Regions from separate parts of the Mus musculus genome. Here region 2 is linked to region 1. The links are chromatin contacts, called in public HiChIP or PLAC-seq maps. All regions are on one chromosome and are shown on one strand. Each heading gives the region's core, a stretch centred on a gene start, on an enhancer-like site or on the middle of the called end of the contact. The rest is flanking DNA. Distances are from core to core; before and after follow the strand shown.

Evidence for each region. HiChIP or PLAC-seq counts read pairs in DNA pulled down with a chosen protein or histone mark.
Region 2: a contact with region 1 is called in an H3K27ac HiChIP or PLAC-seq map of stem cell-derived neural progenitor cells, with 5 times the contacts expected there. The contact joins two enhancer-like sites. A contact is called at or near these places in 16 of 484 Hi-C or Micro-C datasets (B cells, ECoMG myeloid progenitors, Sertoli cells and 7 more), 6 of 115 datasets of contacts at active chromatin or transcription factors (astrocytes, bone marrow-derived dendritic cells, cardiomyocytes and 3 more) and 1 of 9 other capture datasets (embryonic stem cells).

What each region holds. Positions count from the first base shown.
Region 1 is chr11:8,443,451-8,450,771 of GRCm38.p6, forward strand. It overlaps Tns3 (tensin 3), which reads right to left. Exons shown (of 31, transcript NM_001083587.1): 23 at 6,620-6,706; 24 at 5,240-5,371; 25 at 2,196-2,291; 26 at 1,496-1,573; 27 at 485-562. Among named protein-coding and RNA genes, the nearest start is that of Tns3, 220 kb to the right of the region's middle. Within about 2 kb of position 2,836, at least 120 of the 459 cell types and tissues checked have an H3K27ac peak or open chromatin away from gene starts, as enhancers often do. A contact at or near this core is called in neural progenitor cells and stem cell-derived neural progenitor cells, where this site is marked.
Region 2 is chr11:8,955,510-8,962,830 of GRCm38.p6, forward strand. Pkd1l1 (polycystic kidney disease protein 1-like 1) reads right to left here. Exons shown (of 52, transcript XM_017314870.1): 5 at 7,085-7,204; 6 at 6,417-6,585; 7 at 5,748-5,987; 8 at 3,342-3,474. Among named protein-coding and RNA genes, the nearest start is that of Pkd1l1, 16 kb to the right of the region's middle. Within about 2 kb of position 2,737, at least 45 of the 459 cell types and tissues checked have an H3K27ac peak or open chromatin away from gene starts, as enhancers often do. A contact at or near this core is called in neural progenitor cells and stem cell-derived neural progenitor cells, where this site is marked.

The DNA of each region.
Region 1 (7,321 bases), core at 1,586-4,085:
CTGCCTTCTATACTTTCCCATAGTGGATTTAGGAAGTACAATCTATTTACAAAGATTTCACCCAAGTGGCCTGGTCTCCCAGTGTGGTGTGTCTCAGCACAGATGGCAGAGTGGGTCCAGCAGTTGACTCAGGCTGAGGGACTGTTGAGTCACAGCTCCAGAACAGTTCTACATTTTCAGCTGGCGAGGCAGGTCACCACATCCTGCCTTCCCGCACCCCTCCCCCCACACTAAATATGGGCCTTAACATTTATTTATTCCACTGAATCTGGTCTTGTTTGAGTCCGAGCCTCTGATGCCCTGGCCATGCCTCCTCACAGCTGCACCCCACCCAGCTGTGCCAAGCAGCTATAAAAGGAAACTTCCTTCACAGTCCCCAGAAAAGCAGGAAATGACTGTCCAAAGGGAAGTTCTATCATGGAGTTCGGTTCCGCCCAGTGACTCGGAGATGCAGAGATACAAAACCAAAGCTGCGGCCACTGACCTGCTCCCTGCTTCAGCAGCTCGGCTGCAGAGTTGGCTGCTGTCTGGGGAGAGTTTTCTGCTATTTCCTCCAGTGGATCTGCAGGAAGGAGTGAGACGAGACATGAGCTCCTGACACAGTAGTCCACATGGCAAAGAAAATCTGATGACAGAATTCCCAGACGGTGACAGAGCTTTCTCTTGCGAGGCAATCATGCAGCCCACAGAGACTGTAACCCATTCTGAACACAGATGGAGGTGGTATGCCCCTAAAACATGTTCCAAGTCTCTGAATTCATTTACATAAGTGATCAAAATTTAAAAGATAAATAAAATAACATTTACCTACAGGAAAGCTGGGACACACAGTAAGGCCCCTATACACCCTGGATATTAATTTTTAAAAAAATTATTGTGGGTATTTTCTAACAAATATAAAAGTAGAGAGACTTGTTCATTCATGACCTAAATTTAACCATAGCAACATCATTCTCATTTTGTAGGACTGTGAATCTATAATGCAAGTGACCTTAAAATTAGTCTGAGAAAATATATTTTTTCATACACACACATGTTTGTATATAAAATAACTACTTATGTATGTACACGTTTTACATGTCTGGTGCCCAAGGAGACTAGATCTTCTACAACTACAGTTTTACATGGTCGTAAGCTGCCTAATGTAAGTGCTGGGAATTGAACTCAGGACCTCTGGGAAAGCAGTCAGTGCTTTTAACCACTGAACCATCTCTCCAGACCCCAAGTGTTTTACATCTTTAAGCTGAGCAGTCTTTGTTTTCTGGACACCTTCCATACAGGCCACGATGGGCAATGTCTGAAAGCTATTATCAGCAGCAGGGCATTCTTCTTTCTCAATTCAGGTGGCCACTAGTTTTCTTTGGGGTTTAAGAGTATATGTCATAAAAAAAGAACCTTAGTTTATTTTGTAAGGTGGGTCCTGGGTACAGCATGCTATCAGCGGTACAGAAGATCGTACACGCAGCCAGATAGCACTGAGAACTCCTCCACATACCTCTCTCCGGAATGAGCAGCTTGCAGGGTAAAGCCAAGGGCGTAATGGAATGCTGGCACACCAAAGCCGTCAGGCTCCCTATAAAGTGGATAAGAGTAAATGAATGTCACCAATCTCTTCACTTGCTCTGTGCTTAACCAAAGAATCAGTTGAGACCAAAATTCCAAAAACGCATGCCTTTATACCACTGTGGGATGTGACTCAAAGCTCCAAGAATGACAAGGCCCAAGCCAATGAAGAGGGTGATGGAGGGACCTGTAGTGTATGCCAAGCATATGGCCTTTATAAGTGCGAAGTGCCGGGGCGCTTCTTACGAGTAGGAAACAAGGCTGCCCCGGTCTATCCAGAAGGCTCTCAATTCACAAAGAAGGGGGAGCTCTGGTGGCAGCACTGTGCTCCTCCTCCTTGTGCCTGAGGCATGGGGACACACTGCGCTCCAACCCTGCTGGGACCCAGCTGCTGACCTTCACCTTGTCTTATTCTAGCTCTCGGAGGATCCCTTCCGTTTATTTGGTTTTTGACAAGGCTTCTAAAGAACAACTGCCCCTTCAGCTTATCTTAAAGACCTCACGTGGCAGCCTGACACCCTGGGGCTGAAAGGAGAGAAACCCATTGTGGTACAGAGTCCCTCGAATCTCAAGCCACCTGAAGGAGGGAATCTATGCTCTAGAAATTCAAAAGAGCTTCTCAAGTAACTCACCAAAATATGGTTCATTTGAGCACCCTTTCAACCGCACTCCCTTTGGGGTACACTCAATCAGGAAATGCCGGACAAGTTCATTGGACAAATCTCCAGCTGCGGGAAGAATAAAAATTTATTGTTTTAAATTTAAAATGTAAGAGAATCAAAGTAGGGATCGAGGGTAGAGAAAAAAGAGAGAGAACTATATAGAAGACAGACAGACAGACAGACAGACAAGCTTTTATATCTGCCTCCTGCAGATATCAAATCTAAGGGCTACACTTAAGAAGGCTCCCTCTAACTAGGATTAAACCACTGCACTACTGGGCCACTCCCAGAACCACTCCTGGGATGGTCAGTGGGCGGGGCCACAAGGCAGGTGGATAGTAAGACTTAAGAGTCCCTGAGAGACAGACACCCTCAGGCGGAACTCCAGAAACTCCCAGAGACGGGATGAACTGGCAGCTTAGAAAGACCCTGGCCTTGGAGCACCAGCTGCATTCCTCCAAGAGAGGAAAGGCCACCGAGGCTCCGGCAGAAAAGACTTCAGTACAGAGCTGGAAGGATGCCAGCCCTCTGGGTGAGGTGGAACCGCCAGCTGGGTACAGAAACGCCTGCAGCAACAAGCAGTCTGCTATGTAGGGGCAGCATTCTACCAAACTGCTAGTAAACAGGACACTTGTGTTCAAGCCAGCTGCTGAACCGAAAGAGAAGAAGCAACTGAATGGAAAAGTACAAACTGAACCAGGAGAAAAGAAGTCACTGCCCCAAGCTGCTAAAGTCAGTAGACACCCTGTGTACTGCATCTCTCTCCTTAATTGCTGTCTTTAGCACTCTGAGACCTAGCCTCTCAGTATAATTGATATAAAGCAAGACCTACTAAATTTGCGATTCGGGAGAGGTTGCCAGACTCTAGTCTGTATAAGCTGAATAAAACCTGGCAAATTTTGAGCCCCAGTATGAGGCCATAAATGGAAGATTCCACACCACGAAACTTTGTTTCATGAACGAAATAATGGAAAATATTGCATAACATTACTTTCAAAATATATGGAATGTATATGAATTCTATAGGAGATGTAAATGAATTTAATCTTAGGACTTGGGTCTCCCAGGTTGTATTCCCAGCAGCCACATGACAGCTCACAACTGTCTGTAACTCCATTTTCAGGGTATCTGACACCCTCTTCAGGCCTCCATGCATACTAGACATGTACAAATTTATGCAGTCAGATATACAAGGAAAAATATCACACAAATAAAATAATAAAGAAATAATTTTTAAAAAAGACTTAAGCCTCATTCCCAAGATACCTCATTATTAGTGTACAAATATTTTGAAATCTGAAAATAATCAGAAACCGTCGCCATATCTGTTTGGGGCCATTTATGATGAGAGATCCTGAGCTGCATTAGGCTCCAATGATGCTGATCAACACCACACATTAGCGGCAGTACATGTTAGCATTTCCTAGGGGCAGTCAAACCTGCAGGGATTCCATGAAAGTCTGACACATAAAACAGAGGGAACAAAATATGACACTTCCTCTGTGGGAAGAGAAGGTGTGGGGCTTCCAGCCTAATGAGAAAACCCACTGAAGGTCTGGATTCTACTTGTGGAAAATGGCCCCGTGAAGATCCTGCTGCCAAGGGTGTTTTGGAACACAGAGTCTAGAATGACCACAGCTGTCTCATCTCAAATTGACTGGAGGTGGCTCAGTGACTAACTGGCTCTTCACTCATTTGGTAAACTCTTCGCTCAAATCTATCGTTGGACTGGGAAATACAAATGTCAAACCCAGGCCTAGGTATACACACAGAGTCGAGACTGTATTTCAGCCAGTGGAGACCACCATGCTGGGTTTTCTGACATCTGCTATTCACATAGCCTCTATTTTGTTCGTTTATTCTCAGACTTAGTCTGAAGGCTGCCCAAGGAAGGATACATTCCCAGACATTAGAAGTCTTTTCCTGATATGTCACTAACTGATGTTCCTAAGTCAGACCTGGTAGTCCTCAGCAGCCAGGTCTGAGTGAGTGCTTCATGATAAAGGCCATACGTCCCCGCAGTAAGGTTCTGTTGAGCTTCTTAGGCGGGAATCCTAGACGTTCTATGTGATGTCACTTACTCTCCCACTCCCTCACAGAAGCCCTGTCAGCACCCCCAGGTTTGGGAGCTGTGCTCTGCCTGAGTCCCAGGTGCCTCCCAACCACACTTCCTAGCCTTGCAAGGCAAGCACATTCCTGAAGCAGGTCAGCCACCTGTGCCTGAGGCTGGCCCACTTGCAACCACATCTTACAACCTCAGTACACCGTGTACCATGTTTGCTCCAGGAAGCTTTCAGACAGATTTCACACAAGAGTTAGGATGGCTCATCTCAGACCCAGGCATGGGATGGGACAGACAGGTACCACAGCCATGCTGATTCGGATTCCTCTCTCTAGCTAAGGCAACGTCTCTCACTGATCCATGCGGCAGAGGCTCAGCTCCCAGAGAGATGCTCTGGTGATCAGTGAGGATGTAAGGAGGGCTGGAGTAGGGTCACTTAGTGCATGCCCTTAGGAGGGTGACGAAACCTCGCTCTCTCCCCAGCCTCTCCCCTTCACGTTGCAGGCAGAGGGAGAACACATACTCCCTCATGCACAAGCAGCCTATGATGATTTCTCTATCACAGGCCTGGTACCAGAGCCAACCAAATGAGCTGAACCTCTTAAAACCATGACCCACAGTGAACATTATCTCCTGATAAGATAAATACGAAGGGCATCCTGCACAGGGCGACTACTGCACACTCCTCGTGACCTGAGGTGTTCAGTGAGTCTTAAAATTTTTGATTCATAAGATAGTACATATTCTATGTACTATATTAGTGTTCACATTGCAAGTTTAAAAGTATGGAAAAGACGGGTTAAAAAAAATGAAGATAAAAGGTATACATGGATGGACAGCTACTTAAGGAAGTAACCTTAGAAAGCAAACACTAAATAAAGAGAAGCAGTGGGAACAGTTGCCGATATCAGCCACTGTAAACAACAGACAACCCCCGTCTATGGACGCTTACCTTTCTTGTTGAGGTGCAGGACAGACGGAGGAGGTGTGGCCACCTTCATGGCCAGGCCGTAGGCCCCTCGGAAGGAGTGACTGTCCCTCACGATGAATGACCCGGGGGCTTTGTCCTTCAGCATGGCAATGGCTAGGGGAAGGAAAGGCATGGATGACTGCAGGGGACAAAGGTCACTGCCCACCCAGAGCCTGGGATGGCTCCACCTCTGAAAAATCACACTCAAGGCTGAGCTGACGCTCAATGCATCAATGACAATTGAAGAGTAACGTTCTCTTGATTGGCAATGGTTCCAGGGATGGCTCGGCTGCCTGAAAGCAGACTGTTACAAAGCACCGACATCCTCTCTCTTCTGCACATGGGCACTTCCCCATCTCTTTTCAGCAGTAAGAAACTGGTGCTGATATGCGTGGGGAGCGTCCCACGCCCAGGACTCCTTTTCTCTATACATCCAGAGCAGCCCCTTCTCCCAGCTGCTCCTACAGCCTGGGCCAGTTGGGACCCTGCTTGGCAGATGAACGTGGAGTAAGGAAAATGCCATCTTTTCACCTGTGCAGCTAAGCAGGGAGACCAGAGACAGAAGAATTCGGGACACTGGCCACATAAGGTTGCTCTGTGTGTTTTGGGGGAGGCTTGGACTCACTAAGCAGCTTTCACAAAGGTGCCTGAGGGAAATGAAAGGCTTTTCAGGCCGTGGTTGTGTTCATCCCCCACCTCACCCCACCCATGCTTCTCTTCCATTTAAAATGACAACAGCTTCCTTGAGCTCCTGGGAAGAACTAGAGTCTCACAGTTCCTGTTAGCTTTAAAATCTAATGGCAGAACCTCAGGGAGAAAACTAGCCTTTCTGAGAGATGATGCTATGAATGAACGGCCCCATGAGCTCCTTAGGGACTTCAACCAGGTGGCCAATGTGGGGTAGATTCATGCAGGCTACAGGAAGCTCCTAATGGGGAGAGCTCCAAACACTCCATGCCCTTTCATGTCTGCAGCCACCAAGCCTGAGATTCTCCTAGAGCATTAGCTCTCCATGGCCTCTTTCTGCAGTACTCTGGAACCTAGGACCTCAAGGAGTCCTTAGTAGAGACCTGAGCAGTGTCTCATCCTCAAAGCAGTGGTGGGCTGCCAGGCTAGTGAAACTGCCAGTGTTCACAGGCCACACGCTGGGATGGATGCTTGTGGCTTGAAACCACTTCTGGCCCAAACCCTCAGGGGGACTGAGTTTTCCCTGTAAGACTGTGAAGGTTGTAGAATGTTCTCCAGAGTCCTATGAAAAAGGTGTATTTATCTGCGCCACAGCTAATACAAGGAGATCCCTGACAGAAGGACCCAGAGACCAAATACGACCAACATTGTAAGAGGTCCCTTAACCCCGCCTACCTTGTTCTCTTGAGATGTCTGCCTTGTACCAGAACTTCGAAGTGTCTTGAACAAATTTCACAATCACGAGTTTATCATTTGGGCTATCTGTGAAGCAGAATTTTAATACAGAATATTTGGGTTTTTTGTTTAGTTTTTTACAAATTAATACATCTCAATTGGGTTTAATTACAATAGGGAACTGATAGCAGCATTCACAGGAGTAGGAAATGGGACATTTCTCTATTCAGCATTGAGAGTAATACAGAATATCTATATTGCTGCCTCTTTTACAATGGTGATGCGAGTCCAAATCCATGCCTGGGTTTGAGGGATGCACAGAAAGGTCCTAAGTGGGGAGGAGACGTGGTTCAAAGGACCAACTGGAAGGAAGAGCCAGTACCGCGGAGTACAGTACAAGACAAACGTGCTTCCAATACGGGACAGGAGGACAGGGCAGCGAGGCTGTGTCAAACACTTGAAACAGCTTATAACTCAATTCTGGATGAATTATGTAATTGGGAAGAGAGAAAGAAACTTTAAAGCATCTCTATCCTTTTAGTCAAAGTGAATACAGAACTACTGCAGCATCTGCACTGTCTAACGCTGGTCTGAGTCTGCAGGAGATTAAGGAGGAAGCTGACCGGAAAAACTGGGTCTATCTGGCTTTAGGCAAACTGGGTGGGAGAGAGCCAAGAGAGGATCTGACCATTTCCTGCAGGA
Region 2 (7,321 bases), core at 1,487-3,986, 510 kb after region 1:
TATGTATATATATGCATATGTATATACACACATATGTATATATGTATATACATATATATTTTTTTGCCTGCTATGAGTATGTAAATGTAAATACTTACTTTTTCTTTCAAGAATGAGGCTAATTAAAAATGTCAAAGGAAAAGTTACCAGATTTGATTACATTACAATGTCTTTTAATTGTTATTTGTTTGTATATTTATTATGGACCTCACAGCTGTGTTGCTCTTCCCAAGCACTTTATGCCCCATCCTCTGGGACAGTAGCTATCATCCTTCCCTCAGCATACCTGGCCTGACTGTTATTTGTCCCTGAATATGGAAAAGCATTCAGGGCATGCCAACCTTAGGAGGGAGGCTGTCCAGCCAGGGACCCCTCCAGTTCTGGGGCTGATGCTAGGAGCAAGGGCTCCCCCTGGAGGATGTTCTGTTTAATTAGAATGAGAAAACTGAAAAATGGGATTTTAAGTTTCTAGCACCCTTAGTGTTAGCTTCCCTAGCCTTCTGTCCTCCTCCCCTCTGTTGTTCCCCTTAAAGCATGACACTCCAGGGAAATCCCGAGACTCAGGAGTACTTGGCCAATACAAAACAGACTCTATATTTTTGTGGGTGTGTCTTTTGTTTTAATATTTTGTCTTATAATTCTTTTCTGTTTTTGGTTTATCTGTTCTGAGTTTTGCTGTTTTTCTTATTTTTGTTTTGGGGGAGAAGGAACACAAAATTGGGTGGGTAGGGAGGTGGGGAGAATCTGGAAGGACGGGAGGGAGGGAAACAATATGGTTAAAATATATCAGAAAATTTAATTAAATGTATTTAAAGGTAAAGGAAGGTATTAGTTGCCTTCCTCCCACCTACTGACTGGGACATTTAGTCTTAAATTTTAGTTGAAATATAGTTTCTTATAAAGAAAACACAGATGATATAAAGACTGGAAAAGTTAGAAAAACAGGAGAAAGAATTTATAGCCTTATAGCTGGGAAACTTACCTTTTGTATTCTGTAGGTGGTACCATTTAAACGATTGTCAGTTCTTTTCATTGTTCTACTCTGAACATGATTTCATTATAGGACTTGCAACAAAGCCACTGGACTAACACAGTAAATGGAAATTTGTAATATTCTCAGATTTCAGACTTCATATATATAAATGATAATATGAATTAAGCCATACAATTTCCACTGGGGTGGGAGTTGGCTCTGAATGGGTGCACAGTAGAACTTGGCAAGCAAAAGTGAAGTTTCCAGGAAAGACATTCTGTCACTCAGCTCGGTGACATGGAGACGCCAAGGATACGGAGAAAGAGGTATGCATAGAGCACTGCAGGCTAAAGAGATAGTCACAGATTGCCACATGCTATTTGTCGTAATAGAAAATTAGGAACAATCAAAGTTCGGTTGTGAGGAACTTGAGAAATGGTGTAGAATTTGTACACATAATCCAATATATGCCACTGTTAAAAATCATGTAGTCAAAAAGCCAGTGGTCATGCTATAACAATTACTCAAATGTTGTGAAAGACATATATATTAAAAAGGCGCATAACAACTCCACACATAAAAAACCATAGCAGGGCGCTGGAGAAAGGACTAGGTGGATGACAGTGTTTCCTCCTCTTGCAGGGGCAGGGAAGTGGGGGCTGGAGACTAAGTCTTCTTTCCAGGACCCATGTTGGGAGGCTCACAGCCTTCTGCAACTCCAGCGCCAAGGCACATGGCGCCCTCTGCTGGTCTGGGCAAGCACCTGCACTCATGCACTCATATCCACACACACGTGATTTTAAAATAAAGGTAAATCCATTTTTAAGTCAATAAAAAATAAAATAAATACACTTATCTCTTGCTGTCTGGATTTCACACAATTCCATTTTTATACTCTTAGAAAACACGGAAAATATAAAATACAAATGGAGTCATCAATATTGTTTTCCTTCTCTTACAGAAAAGCTCAAATGAAAGTGTTTTACAGATTAAAAATTAAGTTCTCTTATTATTTATACTGTGTTTGCCTCTGTGTGTCCATTGAAAGTAAGTATAAATTAAAGCAAACAATAGATACAGGTGCAGGAATAGGAGTCTGTAGTTCCACTGTGCAAGAGGCCAAGGCAGGAAAACTGAGAGTTCTGGGATAGCTTGGGTAGTACATTGAATTTAAAGACAATCTGGGCTACATTGTGATACCAAACCTCAAATAAAATAAAATAAAATAAAATAAAATAAAATAAAATAAAATAAAATAGACGATGGATATGTAGCAGAGGGTGGCCTTGTTGGGCATCAATGGGAGGAGGGGCCCCTGGTCCTGTGAAGTCTTGATACCCCGTTGTAGGAGAATGCCAGGGTGGGGAGGCAGGAGTGGGTGTGTGGGGGAGCCCCCTCATAGAAATGGGGGGAAACCGGGAAAGGGGATAACATTTGAAATGTAAATAAATAAAATATCCAATAAAAATACTTAAAAATAAAATAAAATAAAAATAAATTAAATAAGATAACAACATTAAGAAAATATTCTTTAAAGCAAAACAAAATCAAACAAAGGAACAACATCATCTTTCCATCAGAGTGAGACTTCCAGTCAGAGCCCTGCAAGCTGTAGCCTTTCCCTGAATCCCTTGAGTTTTGGTCCATCCCTCACACAGAGAGCACAGAAGAGCCTGACACCATGGAATGCTGGCCTCTAGAGCTGCAGAGCTCTTGCCTCAGGGGACATGGACACTTGGAAGGCCTGCCCAGGGCAATCCCATACCCGCTTTGAAATCTACTGCCCTCTGGGGCTGCTGGGACCTGAAGTACCCAGGGCTGGCAGCTGATCCATTAGAGATAGCATTCTGGCAAACGCTCAGCTTTGAGTTCGCCTTCCCAAGTGTCAGGCTGGACTGGACACCTTTGACCTGAAAGTAAAACTGTCTGAAATCAAAGTCCTCAAAGGACTGCAAGAAATCAAAGGCAGCCTTCTTTTTCCTACTCTGTCGTTAATACTCAGCATATAATTGGTCATTTCTTTTAATTGTGGTGTCAAATTTTTCTTTTTACTGAAAATGCTATCATTCTATGCATAACCAAAAAAAAAAAAAAAAAAAAAAAAAGGCTACTCAAAGCAAGCTGAGCTGAGCGTCAAGAGTCATATAGGCAAATAAAAGACGTATTCAGCCACCAGAAACCAGGCTTCCGTCCCGGTGCAGGCTTTCCCTGCTCAGGAACCAGCTCCAAAGCCCTCACAGTGACTCTTTTGTGCTGAGCGCAGCAGAACAAACTTAACAAGCTTCCTTCATTCCCCAGCGAGCTCAGCAACTTGGAAGCAGCCTAGAGCGAGGTAGGCAGGATGATGAGTCCTTAAGCCCAGCCCTACCTGCACCTTCGCAGGCCCCATGTTCTTCACTGGGGGTGGTTGGCAAGGCTCCCGCACGATGAAAAGCTGCTTTCTTAGGGTAGTGGAGCTGACATTATTGAAGGCAAGGACTTCAACTGTAAACTCTCCCTCCCTGGAAGGGTAGAAAGCAGAGAATAAAGAGATTGAGGTTGTTGTACATCGGTTCTCAATCCCTCTTTATAGCCTCAGGACCCCTCACCCAAGTGTACTGTTCCTGAAGTTGCTTTTGCTTGTGGTATTCTATAACAGCGACAGAACAGTAACTAACACTCTTCTGCACACTTATTCAAGAATATTCCTCTGCAGCAGCGCCATGCTAGTCTGAGGCTTGGCCTTGACCATGCTTATCTCTGGCAGCTATGAAAACTGGACACTCATTGGAAGGACTTGATCCACTTAAGACCTAGGATCCTCCCTAGCCAGAGACTCCGCTAAGAACAACTGGCCTGCTTCTCGGACGTCCCCATACTCCCAACCTTGAGTATCATTTGCACGTGTGCTTTTGCATTAAAGAAAACCTTCTGAGACAATGATTTTGGACAAAGGCAATCAGATACAACTTATCTTTCTAATCTAGCTAGGTTCTGGACAATGATGCCACAGTCAATGAAGTATTGCATATGACATGACAAGGGTTCCTGGGATTAAAATAAGGCAGAATGTTTTGTATTTCTTAGTGATACCATAGCCGTGGTGGTTTGGCTATGCTTGACCCAGGAAGTGGCACTATTTGGAAGTGTGACTGTTGGAGTAGATGTGGCCTTGTTGGAGTAAGTGTGTCACTCTGTGGATGGGCTTTGAGAGACCTTCCTCTTAGCTGCCTAGAAGCCTGTCTGCTCTAGGCTTCCTTTGTATGAAGATGTAGAAGTCTGAGCTCCTCCAGTGCTATGTCTACCTAGATGCTGCCATGCTTCCACCTTGATAATGGACTGAGCCTCTGAACCTGTAAGCCAGCCCCAATTGTCTTGTAATAAGAGTTGCCTTGGTCATGGTGTCTGTTCACAGCAGAAAAACCCTAAGACAGAAATTGTTACCAGGGACTGGGTTATTGCAATGATAGGCCTAACCATGCTTTTCTTTGGAAGAATATGGATTTGGGGACTTTGGATTTGGAAAGCAGTGGAATGCTTTAAGTGGGGCTTAATGGGACATCCTAGTGGGAATATGGAAGGGTGCTGCTAAGGGTGATTTGAATTGTGGAAGTCTGACTCTAGAGGTTTCAGAGGTCCAGTCCATTATCATCAAGTTGGGAACACGGTAGCATCTAAGCAGGCATGGCGCTGGAGGAGCTGAGAGTTCTACATCTTCATACAAAGGAAGCCTGGAGCAGACTGGCTTCCAGGCAGCTAGGAGGAAGGTCTCTCAAAGCCTACCCCTACAATGACACACTTCCTTCAACAAGGACTACTACAAGGCCACACCTCCAAATAGTGCCACTTCCTGGGCCAAGCATATTCAAACCACCACAATAGCTGTCATAATATAAACAGAAAGTAATTTCTTTTGTGTTTGTGGTGATACTGCAGTGAACTCAATTCCCACATTGCCAGAACAAGCAAGAATGGGCAGTACATGGATGATGATAAAAATGGCTATGCTGTTGCCTTATATATTTATGAACTATATTTTTCAGAGAATGTACACTTACTTACAAAAAGAAATGCATCCTATAAAACAGCATTAGCTGGTAGTCTTTACCTATCTAATATTTACATCCTTTCTTGATTGCATCAGGTACCATGTAAGTACCTGGTTCATGGCATCTAAGGGAGGTTTGCACATTAACCAAACCAACAAATAATACTGTGTCAGAGAACCTCTGGTTGTTAAATGACACACAACTATCTTCATAATGCCTTCTCCAGGTAAAGAGTGGGTTGAATCAAAGGTACCTTCAGACCAGAGACCCATTATAGTGTGACCTCAGAGCCTTACAGTTTCATCTACATGCCTGTCTATCTCCTCTCCCTCTCCCTCTCCCAAGCATACTGCCTGCCACTGAAAATCTCTGCCACTGACATCCTTTTTTGGGGGTCTATGTTGGTTCCCCCTCCCCACTTTTTCTCTAAGAATCTCCTGCTGGACATTTCCTTTCCGGTCACATGAGAATATGCAAGTATGGTTCTGAAGTCTATAAAGCCATGAATGGGGGTTGTGTCTCTGCATCCCATACCCTCTTTGCTGACAGAATCCCTTGACTGAAGGCCTCTATTTGCTTCCTTTCCCTGGACCTTCAGGCTCCCCCAGAGCCCTAGCTCAGCCTGCCTTCTTTCCAGTCAACATTTGTCATCTGCAAGATTGACTGTGGGGTTTTAAGTATCGATCCTTCAGAAGGCAGCCACGTGTACACCTGCAATCAGCTGTCACCTGTCCCTTACTGCTCACCTGCTGTAGACATGGCTGGAGGAGCTGCTGCCCAACTCAATGGTGTCATCTCCAAAGTTCCAAAGGTAGGCTACATCAGTGCCAAAGTTGAGCCTGCACTCAAAGGACACATTGGCATTTACCAGGGCTGAGGCAGTGGACACAAGTCGATTGGCCATGATTCTCTTCTGCACCCTGATGAGGTGGGGTTCAGAGACCACACTGCCGATCCTGCTGGTGGCCTTGACCTTCACACGGTACCTGAGGATGGGGTACATGGCAAGATGAGAACACAAGGCTGGGAGAATCTCCACATCACTTCCGCAGATAGACAGAGCTAGGAGCTTGAGCTGTGGGCATTATCCGACTGGGCAATATCAAATCTGAAGTGGGGGGAATTCATTTTAAATTCCCTATCTCATTAGTTATTTCACATCTCTAAATGAAGTGAGCCCTACTTTAGAGGAAGCATTTTCTGGGTTACACTGAGGGCTGAGGTGAAATCACCCTGTTACTTGGTGCAAACTGTGGGGAGCTGAGCCTCTCTTATAGCTTATGGTTAAGCTCAATTTATAAAAGTGCTTTGGGGCTGGGCATAATGTAAACACCATTAAAATTCTTGTGATAGTGACAGGGTAATCTTAATCCTGAGTGTTGGCTGCATCGACACTGAAGACAATATTGACAGACCACTGAGGGACGCTCAGCCTTCTTCTAATGCTTCTGGAAGTTGTCATCACTGGTGGGTTCTCTCCGAAATACCAAGCGAACTCCAGGGGTATAGTTTCCTCGGTAATAGCCACAAATGTGATGTTTGTGTTAGCAGCAAACACAGTTCCATTGGTATAGACAGACACGGCTGTGACAAAAAGATGGAAGAGGAGGTCCATCAGCATAAATGGCTGGAAGCCAATCAGAGGACCCACCACCACCACCGCCGCCGCCGCCGCCGCCTCATAAGCAAGGCATGGCAGTGAGAATGAATGAGCCTGTGGAGGTGAGTGTAGACCAAATCCAGGGGGGAAAGGGGAATCTTCAGGGCCCAAACAGAAGGGACAGCCCAAGTCCAAGGGTCTCCAGTAATGGCTCACAAGGCAACATGGTCAGCTGTTTTGAGAATTGTGCTTGGAAAGCATGAGATAAAGGGGGAAGGGGTCAGATGGGGACTACAGATGACTTTATGAGAGTCCTCTATCTCCCACACTCTACTGGGAGCCTCAGAGCTTATGGTTTCCAAGAAAGTCCCAGAACAAACTGTGGGCCAGTGGACTGGGTCTCAGGCTGAGGTGACAGCAGAGGCCTCAGCAATAGACCACTGAGGGGGTAGAACTACATCTAGAATTAAAACAGAGACGTACATTGCATCTTATACCCAACAGTCACACCACACCAGGCCTGGCCGCTGGCCACTTGGGTCTGAGAAATAAAGGACACATTGTATGAAGAAATGGATGAAAAACAATGCACCACGACTGTGCCTGAAACAAGAGAAGACACAGGAGAAATCTTAATCTACTTGTTTTAAGCATGCACATGTGTGTGCCTATGCACACACACACACACACACACACACACACACACACACACACACCCTG